3 separate regions of the Danio rerio genome follow, and regions 2 and 3 are each linked to region 1. The links are chromatin contacts, called in public Hi-C and Micro-C maps. All regions are on one chromosome and are shown on one strand. The core of a region is the stretch at or near the end of the contact, and the rest is flanking DNA. Distances in the headings are between cores, read along the strand shown. Region 1 holds the start of angel2 (angel homolog 2 (Drosophila)). Region 2 holds the start of ehd3 (EH-domain containing 3). Region 3 overlaps ccl38a.3 (chemokine (C-C motif) ligand 38, duplicate 3).

What was found. Hi-C and Micro-C count contacts between places; a contact is called where the count stands out from the background.
Region 2: a Micro-C map of caudal fin shows a contact between it and region 1, with 14 times the contacts expected there. The contact joins the promoter of ehd3 here to the promoter of angel2 in region 1. A contact is called at or near these places in 3 of 18 Hi-C or Micro-C datasets (caudal fin, hematopoietic stem cells and an unstated tissue) and 2 of 4 datasets of contacts at active chromatin or transcription factors (caudal fin and embryo).
Region 3: a contact with region 1 is called in a Hi-C map of an unstated tissue, with 2.3 times the contacts expected there. The contact joins the enhancer-like site here to the promoter of angel2 in region 1. A contact is called at or near these places in 2 of 18 Hi-C or Micro-C datasets (caudal fin and an unstated tissue).

What each region holds. Positions count from the first base shown.
Region 1 is chr20:41,204,619-41,207,793 of GRCz12tu, reverse strand. angel2 (angel homolog 2 (Drosophila)) reads left to right here and starts at 1,342. Exons shown (of 9, transcript NM_001029960.1): 1 at 1,342-1,506. The coding sequence starts at 1,439.
Region 2 is chr20:41,479,930-41,483,493 of GRCz12tu, reverse strand. ehd3 (EH-domain containing 3) reads right to left here and starts at 1,781. Exons shown (of 6, transcript NM_001045004.1): 1 at 1,555-1,781. The coding sequence starts at 1,781.
Region 3 is chr20:41,548,022-41,551,431 of GRCz12tu, reverse strand. All of the region lies in intron 1 of ccl38a.3 (chemokine (C-C motif) ligand 38, duplicate 3), which reads right to left. Among named protein-coding and RNA genes, the nearest start is that of ccl38.6, 6.6 kb to the left of the region's middle. Within about 2 kb of position 1,986, at least 6 of the 62 cell types and tissues checked have an H3K27ac peak or open chromatin away from gene starts, as enhancers often do.

The DNA.
Region 1 (3,175 bases), core at 93-2,592:
ATTGGATACAAAAATTAGCCCATTTTCATAAACTCTATCAAATACAAATTACAAAATACTGCAAATTTAAAAATACATGTACCATAAATACTGCCCATCCCTGTTTATAACCACCTCCAACGATAGAGGGGGTCACAAGTCACTGGAATCGTCATTTTGGGGGTCGCGAGCTAAAAAGTTTGGGAACCCCTGGATAGAGTACAATGAACAAAGCTTAGTTCGAAATCCACATTGCAACAGTAGCCTCTAGTGGCTTCAAGATGTACTAACACCACAGTGTTATTCAATGGTCTGTTTAAATAACCCAGCTGGACTGTTTTGTCTCCAGTAGATGCGAGTAACTGTTATCTTCGTAAGATGAAATATGTTTATTAAATTACAAACATTTGCGCTGTGACTAATATATTGCATATGTGAGTCTTCACACAAATGTTCGGTCAAAATAACCGAGCATGAGAGCATCCACAGCCAGAGAAGACAAACAGGACAGACACGATCTGAAAATCTGAGCATTTCACCCGGACACCGACAGCAATCGTTTAACATCTGGATCTAGAGTTCCGCGGTGCGTTCATCGCGGATTTTCAGGTAAGAAATAAATGAACTTCTATGTAGTTTCATCGGTAAAATTCACCGGTAACTAGAAGTGAAACGCGATTTCACTGTAACGTTAGCGGTGTACATATTGTACGATCGAAATCAATCAATCCTGCAATTCAATACGTTATAAAACGGCAACTCGTTCTCGGTTTGATCAGTTAGATGGTCTGTTTATAAACATGAGACATTTGTACATTTACTAAAACTACTGGATTTGTTTGGATAGGGCCATTGTAGTATTTTGTCACATAATGCTTTCCGTCATGACTAGTTCGAGTCTGACTCCTTTCCGCGAATCGATTCTTTTGAACAGTTCTCTTTAATGAACCCTTTCAAAAATAGTAACAAATTTTCACAAACTTAGTTCTGTCCGACCATTACTTTACATCGAATCCACAAATTCATATAGATCTGTCACAATGATACATTTATAAACGTTTCAGCAATTGTTGCAGTCGTGATTCAGTTCTTAAACAAGACATTTCGAGCTAAACTTCGACGAATTTACTTTAAACAACTCTCTTTAGTGCGTGCACATAAAATGGTAACACATTCAATAAATAAACCTTTTCCAGTTCGTTTTTATCTCTGCTGTTAGTAATTAAAATGAACTTACATTTCCCGCCTCACATTCTCCGTGCATCGCAAACACTGTTATATATTAAGAAGATTCGATTCGAATGAATCATTTACTAGTCGGATTCGGACTTGGCTTCTGACGTCATATTCAAACGCCATCATATCTGGGTTTGTTTTGCTAGCTTGTAGCATCGCTAGACGTGATTTCACACTTTTTGGGGTTTCGCTTACCTGAGATGGTGCCCAGAAAAGTGGGTTTATGAGAAAAGGGCGTCACATGCCTCGACACACTAATGCTAACTATGCCAGACCAGGAGTGTCTCCAAAGTAAGTTCATATTTGATTGAGTTTTGCTCATGCTGCTAACTGTCAAAAGGAAAATGCAGGAGATTTTGTAAGTGGGTTTGTTGTTAATTATAATTATAAAATATTTTAACAAACTAAATTATATAAACAATGTACTATTCTCGATAAATACATACGACACGATAAAGTAAGAAGAAATACAATGAACAGATTTTTACATCAAACGTGTCACTATCTAAACACTGTCTGCCCACCTGTTCATTTAGTTGTTGTGTACTTTTCAGTATGCTTGTCGATCCCAGCGTTTTGTCATTTATAAAATTGGTAACGTCGGCACTTCATTTCACTCGTACTACGTATTTTCCAAAGTCATTATATTCATACGGAAACGTACTATACCTAAACATCTCCCTGATTCTAACCTTATATAGCCCAGTGCTCTTAGGTAAGTGTACTGTAGGTACACGTTAAGTACGCATACTGTAAATTAGTGCAACCATTACATTTAAAGATTAAGAAAGGTTTTCAAGTCTTATTTTATTTGGTATTCAGGGCTTGCAAAAATTTTTAAATCTCTGGTAGGCACTAGGCACTCTTCAGTTTTTTGTAGCCCGAACATAAAAAAAAACATATGTATATTTGTATGTATGTATGTATGTATGTATGAAGTCAGAATTATTAGCCCCCCTTTGAGTTTTTTTTTTTATATTTCCTAAATAATGTTTAATAGAGCAAGGAAATTTTTACAGTATGCCTGATCATATTTTTTTTCTTCTGGAGAAAGTCTTAATTAATAAATTCACTTTTCAGGATAAAGTCTCTAATTAACCAATTTAAGCCTTTAAATGTCACAGTATAAGTGTCCTGAAAAATATCTAGTCAAATATTATTCACTGTCATCATGGCAAAGATAAAATAAATCAGTTATTAGAAATGAGTTATTAAAACTATTACGTTTAGAAATGTGTTAAAAAAATCTGCTCTCCGTTTGGGGGAATTGGGGAAAAACATAAACAGGGTGTGTGTGTGTGTGTGTGTGTGTGTGTGTGTGTGTGTGTGTGTGTGTGTGTGTGTGTGTGTGTGTGTGTGTGTGTGTGTGTATATATATAATGGCATTTGTTATAGGCTATATGTCTTTGTTTTTGAAATAACCAAAAATAATATTTAACATTTTTATTTGATTAATGTTTTTTCATATAAGCAAAATGAACATTGTTTCAGGTTAGTTGAGTAATTGCTTAAAGATATATATTTAAATTCAGCATAGTTTAAACAGGCCTCATGTGAACACCATGATGTGAAACTGCTTGTTTAACCAAAAGACATGTCCTATTAAACTTCACAATTCTGAGGTAAGAAATGAATGCATGTTCGGTTATTTTTAAATTGTCCCTGAATAAAATTTCATGTTTTAAAAACCTTAGAAATTTTGTTGAAGTCATTATTTGGTGCTGAGGAAATGAAACATCTGTGGCGTGTGACAGCTAACAGAACAAATCCAGGTTTTTAGATTATGCTGCTATAGACAAGTTAAAGTGATTTTTAAGTAAAACACATATGATTACTAAATTTTAAACTTTGCTCAGGCTATTTCTGTATCTGAATCTTAAGTAAGAAAAAGTGGATTTATTGCTGCAGTATCAGCAGCACAGTATATACATAATTATCACATTTTTGAGTGGATGTAAAG
Region 2 (3,564 bases), core at 532-3,031, 280 kb before region 1:
TATAACTGATACCGTAATTCAAAAACATATACAAAAAATGAATGAGGTCACGTATTAAATCATAAAAGGGGGGTATTGTCAGATTTGACTGAAAGTTTGTTGCAAGCTTCTCCGTAATCCAATCTGATACAAAGCACTACATGTTTCCTGTTAAATGTCATCAATGTTAGAATTCATTCATTTTCTTTTCGGCTTAGTCCCTTTATTAATCTGGGGTCGCCACAGCGGAATGAACCGGCAACTTATCCAGCACATGTTTTACGCAGCAGATGCCATTCCTGCTGCAACGCATTACTGGGAAACATCCCCACACTCTCATTCACATACATACACTACGGACAAGTTAGCTAACCCAATTCACCTATAGCGCATGTCTTTGAACTGTGAAGAAAACCGGAGCATCTCGAGGAACCTCAAGCGAACACGGGAAAAACATGGAAACTCCGCACAGAAATGCCAACTGATCCAGTCGAGGCTCAAACCAGCGACCATATTCATAATGTGTATGCACATATCACTTCTTCATAACATTTATTTAAAGGTCCTTGATTATAAAGTTACCTGGCTTGCGAAAAGAAAACATATTAATATATTATATTTAAATGTAAAACTTAACGATAAATGACAAGAGATTTTATGATGTCCATGAATCAGTTAAGACATTATTTATTATTATTATTTATAAATCTTACTTAAAACACATATAATACCATTTGCTTTAAACTAATACAATTTAACTTATACATAAACTGTATATCCTATACATTCATACACATTTTTACTGCACTTTTATGTGTCCATTTCATAATGTTTAGGCGCCTATGAGTTCTTCATAGTATTTATTTAATGGTTCTTGATTAAAAAGTTACTTATATTTAAATTTAAAATTTAACTTAACAGTAAATGACAGGACATTTTATTATGGCCATAAATCAGTAAAAACAATATTATTACTACTACTACTACTATTATTAATACTATTTACAAATACTAATTAAAGCACAATATAATTTGCTTTAAACTAATACAATTAAACTTATACATAAACTGTATAACCTATGCATTCACACACATTGTTTACTGCACTTTTATGTCTTTATTTCATAATGTTTACGCACATATAACTTTTTTTATAATATTTATTTAAAGATGCGTGATTATAAAGTTACCTGGCTTGAGAAAAGAAAAAAAATCATATATTATATTTAAACTTAAAATTTATGTTAACAGTAAATGACAGGACATTTTATAACGGCCATGAATCAATAAAGACATGGAGACTATAAATACTACTTAAAACACCAAGTAATTTAATTAATACAATTAAATAATCCTATAACCAATACATTCATACACACGTCTACTGCTCGTTTATGTTCATTATTTTAATGCTTATGTATGTAAAACAATGTTACCTGGTTAACAGTGTCACTTACCAGTCAGCAAAGACAACAAATGTATAGGAAACAATATTCAAATACATCAACAAAATGCTAATACGTACTTCTCAGGACATTCGCACCTGTTATACAGGAGCAAAGACGTATATCTTACCTTATAAAGCTGGTTTTGCCGGTAGAATATTGACCCACAAGGAGAACCATGGGTTTATTGTCAAAATCTGCATCCTCCAGCGCGGGTGAGTGAAACTCGTGGAATTTGTAGTGTTCCTCAAGAGGAAGCAGTTTGGTTTTGTAGAGCTTCTTGAGTCCTTCACTGACAGTCTGGAAGACCTCTGGATCTTTCTTCCTCCTGTCATCGGTACCCAACCAGCTGAACATGATGCAACTCTAATATATACAGCCTTTCTACAATATTTCTTTATTTACTTGGACAATTTTTCCACAAATACGCACAAACTCGCCGACTGTAGTGTTTTCGAATGAATGGATCTTTTCTGACGTCGACGTATTTTAAATGTCCATTGAAAATGTTCCCCTGTCTGCAGGCCACTCACGACACAAAATGCACAAAAGACTAAATCATAATTACAAAATGAAACTTATTACATAATATAATGCTGATATTTCACGATCAAAACATGGCCAGAGCGGCAGCCTTTAATTGAGGCTATTGTTGGAATAAAAGCGCGCGCCGCAACACTCGACAATGCCTCATTCAGCGACCGCGACAAATGTTGCAGTTGTGAAAGAGAAAAGAAAACGAGCGGCAAATCCTCCAGCAGAGCAGATTCAGTCACGTTGACAGGCGTTCACAGGCTTCCCACTGCCGCAGATTTAAATGCCAGTGCGCTGGAGAAACCCGACACCAGAGGAAATGTCCCACTGGCAAAGCCCCACCCAGAACACAAGAGCTCCAGTCAGGGATGCAGCGCCGTTGTAGCGGACGGTGATGGCTGGTACTGCTGCTGCTTTTTCTCCAGGGAGGTTTTTGTTTACATCATCAACATAATGATAAATGCATAAAATACAGTCCAGGGATGTTCTTTTCTGTATAACATGATATAATAATATACTATGCTTTCCACAAGATTTTTTTTTACATTATTACAAAGATAACTGCATAAGAATATACAAGGATGTCATTCTTATAAACATAACATTATCAACATAACATAACATAACATAACATAACATAACATAACATATCCAAAGTGGAATCTGAGTTTACATCATTATAGTGACTGGACATAAATCATACTTTGAATGTTATTTTTATGCATGCATTACATTTTATGATGCATTGCATTTAAATATGTGTTTAAAAATAAGACGTTTTGATCAATAGCTCTATAAAGGTTGACAAAGGTTAATAAGTGTGGTTGGAAATGTCCACCTAGTGGTAAGCCATTGTAGAGCAACAAACTTATAAAATTAAATAAATAAATAAATAAATAAATAAAGCATCTACATTTTCATATACATTGACATTGGGTTCTAATAGGAAGGCCCTATCACTCTGAAGGGATTAGGCCAGAGGGATGACCCCTTCTGAATTTAAGACGGTGTGTGACACCAAAAAAACTTTTAAAAGGATCTCGGCTGTAATGTTGTATCCTTGAAAATCCTTCATAAAAAAAAGGCCTTTTAAAGAGGGTAGTTTGAGCACTGATATCACAGGCATGATTGTTTTCACTCTAAAGTGCCCTTCAAAAGGTGAAATTTCTACTTTGAAACAAGCTGAAAGTCAGAGCCACCCCCCCCCCCCCCAAAGGGCCTAACTATTGTTAAAACTAAATGAAAAACAGTAAAGTATACACTTTTCAGTAGTAAACTTCAAACATTTGCCGTTTCTAAAAAAAATGTTCAAGATTTTACAAAAGGTTAATTGGTTATGTGATATAGTACATTTATAAAATCAAGTTAATCTCAAATTGGTGTTGATTGTAATAGCCTATAGGTCAAGAAAAAAATATAAGCTGGGACAAAAGGCATGAAGCATAACACAATAAATTAAATATACTTAAGGGAAAAAAAAACCCTGCAGAAACATTCAACAAAGGGAGAGTAAGGTTACAGTCTGATAAACTGATTCAGTCAGGAGCTTTATGCTAAAATTATATTTCCATAATGAAGAAATCTTAAATAAATGTCATTTTTGGTT
Region 3 (3,410 bases), core at 737-3,236, 340 kb before region 1:
ATTAAAGAACTAAACACACACACACACACACACACACACACACACACACACACACACACACGCACGCACACACACACACACACACACACACACACACACACACACACACACACACACAGAGCTCATTTTTAACCCCCTTAAAAATGTTTTATTTTTTTTTTTTCCCTGGCTACTGAACAAACCACTGTTATCCAATAACTTACTCTAATATCTTAACTTACCTAGTTAACATAACCTAGTTAAGCCTTTAAGTTGCATTTTAAGCTAAATACTAATAATAGTAGTGGTGTAACGCATCAAACCATTTTTTGGATCAGCAATAAAGGGAGGAGACAAGTGTCATTTGCTTTCCATTTATATAAAAATATTACAGCAAAAACTATTGGTTTTAAGAAACATAGAACCTGTCATTTTAATAAAAGGAACCAGCCTAAAAGAAAAGGAAAATACTAAATATGAAAAATGATCTTTGCTACTAGTTTACTTAGGCTTTGGCGGGGTATGCTTGTGTGTAAGTGCAAAACGCGCCTAAGGGACTGTTTCAAATGGATTTATTTATCAATCTTACTGTTCATTCAACACAAACTGTCGTAGTTTATTTAATACGCAAACCCCTCACGGCACAACAGCTGCGTACCTTCAGCAAACCTCCTAATTCCTGCAGCACGAGAGCTTTATGATTGTTTATGAGCGCCAAAAGTGGCTGATCTGACTGCGTGTCATCGCATCCCTAACTAAAGCGATGTAACTAGAGATATCTCCACTTTGCTGAGCGAGAGCGCTTACTGAACAGCACAGCATCAATGACGTAAGCGTGCCCAGGCCCGATTATAATGTGAGTGTGGGCCTGCGGGGGAGACAGGAAGGGGGTCAAGCGTGCTTTGTTTGAAGCAACTGTATATAGTGTGAGTACGGCCTTAGTGTAAACGGCCTAGGTGTGTATTTTCTGCGAGTGGGTTTGCAACTGGGGCTGGGCAGAGGATTGGCGAAGCGGCCTCTGCATTGTGTTGTCTATTGGCCATCGGCAATGGACGATGGCATCGTCTATCGACCCAACCCTAGTTTGTCGCCACCCACTGGTTACACAATGTTTTTGCAACAACATTCACCAGCATCAAGTTCCATTAAACAGTGATTTTAAGCTTTACCATAAACATCAGAGTATATACCTGATATATAAACTGTTCTTCCAGTACTTCTGTGTTATTTAATTGTTTGTAACGAACTGAAAAAGTGTAAAAACTTAATCTCTCTTGATCAAAAGCAGATTTAAATGCAGTGATTCGAAGGATTAAGAAACGTATGCAAATCATTATTATTCATGTTGCACGGGTTTGAATTGAGATCATAATCTTTAAACGTTTAAATGTACAGCTTACAATGAATGTATTAATGCAGGCTAAACAATGACAGAAAACACTTTTAAAAAAATCCTAAGAAAGCATATAGGTCCCACCAAAAATTTATACGTCATCATTATGTGTAGTACTCTATATAAATACGAAGCCAAAATTAATGAGTTACTAGAAATTAACTATTAAAACAATTTTGTTTAATAAGTCAATAAATTCAATTCACCTTTATTTGTATAGCGCTTTTACAATGTAGATTGTGTCAAAGAAGCTTCACATAAAAGATCATAGTAAATTGAAACAGTGTAGTTCAGTATTTAGTGTTTAAGTTTAGTTAAGTTCAGCTCAGTTCAGTATGGTATATTCGTCACTATTTAGGGCTTAAACACTAAGCAGCAAATCCATCGATGCGTAGCTCTACCGATCCCAAACCATGCAAGCTAGTGGTGACAGCAGAGAGGGAAAAAAAAACTTCAGGAAGCTGAACATCAGCGATAATATGTTAAAAAAAAAAAAAAAATTTCCAATAAATGTCGCTTGGAAAGTATATATTTTTTAATAAATAAAATTTCCCTAAAGACCTAATAGTTTGGACATATATACACCATTCTTATTTCTAAATAATCAAATAGAGCTACTTTCTATCCTGGTCCTGCAACTGCAAGCTCACATATTTTTTTTGTTTGGTGTCATCTTGGACACACTATTAGCTTTGATCTTAGAAGAGCTGCTCTACTGTGTGCCACCAGAAATATATTTGACTTTTGTGTGTCCAAGCCTCTCCGGTACTACTTGTTTGCAGACCTTGTAAAAATAAACCAAGATCCTAAAACCTTTTGATCCTGCTCACAAATGAGCAGCCTGCAACATCAAAACCAGATGCCAGGATATGTTACAGCAATAAAAGAAGTAGTTTCACTAGCTTGAATCACTGAACCCAGTAAGAGGCAGTTCAGGAGACAGGCCACTATGAAGCGCTGTTGCCTTTGAAATCATGCTGTTATGAAAGCAGTTACTATGGTACTTCACAAAAACACATACAGTACATTGTAACAGGCTTTCAAGAGCTTATAAAGATGAACTGCATTTTTCCCCTGACAAATCAATCCAACAATTAACATTCAGGGTTCTCCAATGTCAAACATACTACAAGCACTGATCAATCCCTTCTAATGAAACAGCTCTGTCTAAAAAAAACTCCCACATATCCTGTCATGCACACAGGCAATTTTTCTCTTCACACAGGATACAAAAAGCTGATAAAAGACATAGGAAAACAGGAATATGTACCTTTCTAAAAGTAGTATTTGTATTTTTGAGTTTCCTCAACCTCTTTCTTATCTACTTGCGTAATATCTGCTATCCCAAACCCTGTGCTCTCTTAGGAATGTCATTTTTCATTAATTGTGTGCTGTTCATCACCGATTGTGCATGAACATACGGAGCTAGTATGAGAAACAGACATTTCAGTCTTAATCTTATCAATACCCTGTGAACCTAAACATATCATCCATTGTTATAAAGCAACCCAATGTATGACATTCCAAAGAAAAAAAAAAGACAGTGATATCTTAAATCCTTAAATAAACCATGTCAATTTTTTGTGTAGGAACAGCTGATAATACTGAAGAAATGTAAACAGTTCACCCTGTCATCAACTACAAACATGAGATAATAATATGACCAGCAATGTTATATTAGTTAGTATTGATTACTATAGTTATTACTATTTTTGATATTATTATTATATGGATAAAAAGTATTGAACAAATAACCAAGGTAATCCATACTAGGGTTTAAAAATGTTCATTTCCCGCTAACATTTGAGTGCTGTTTAACACATTCTAAAACAGTGCTGTGGCTCGAAAGTCATCAGTTTACCGAACTCACACTTTTTACGGAGTGTAACCACAGATACAGGGACACTGGAACATTTTAAAGTCTTGATCCATCAGCGGATCCCTCGTATGTCAGCTTATAAACAAACCAGCTGATCGATGTGACTTTCGAAACGCTCCGGTGTCCCTGTATCTGTGTTTACACTCAGTAAACAGTGGT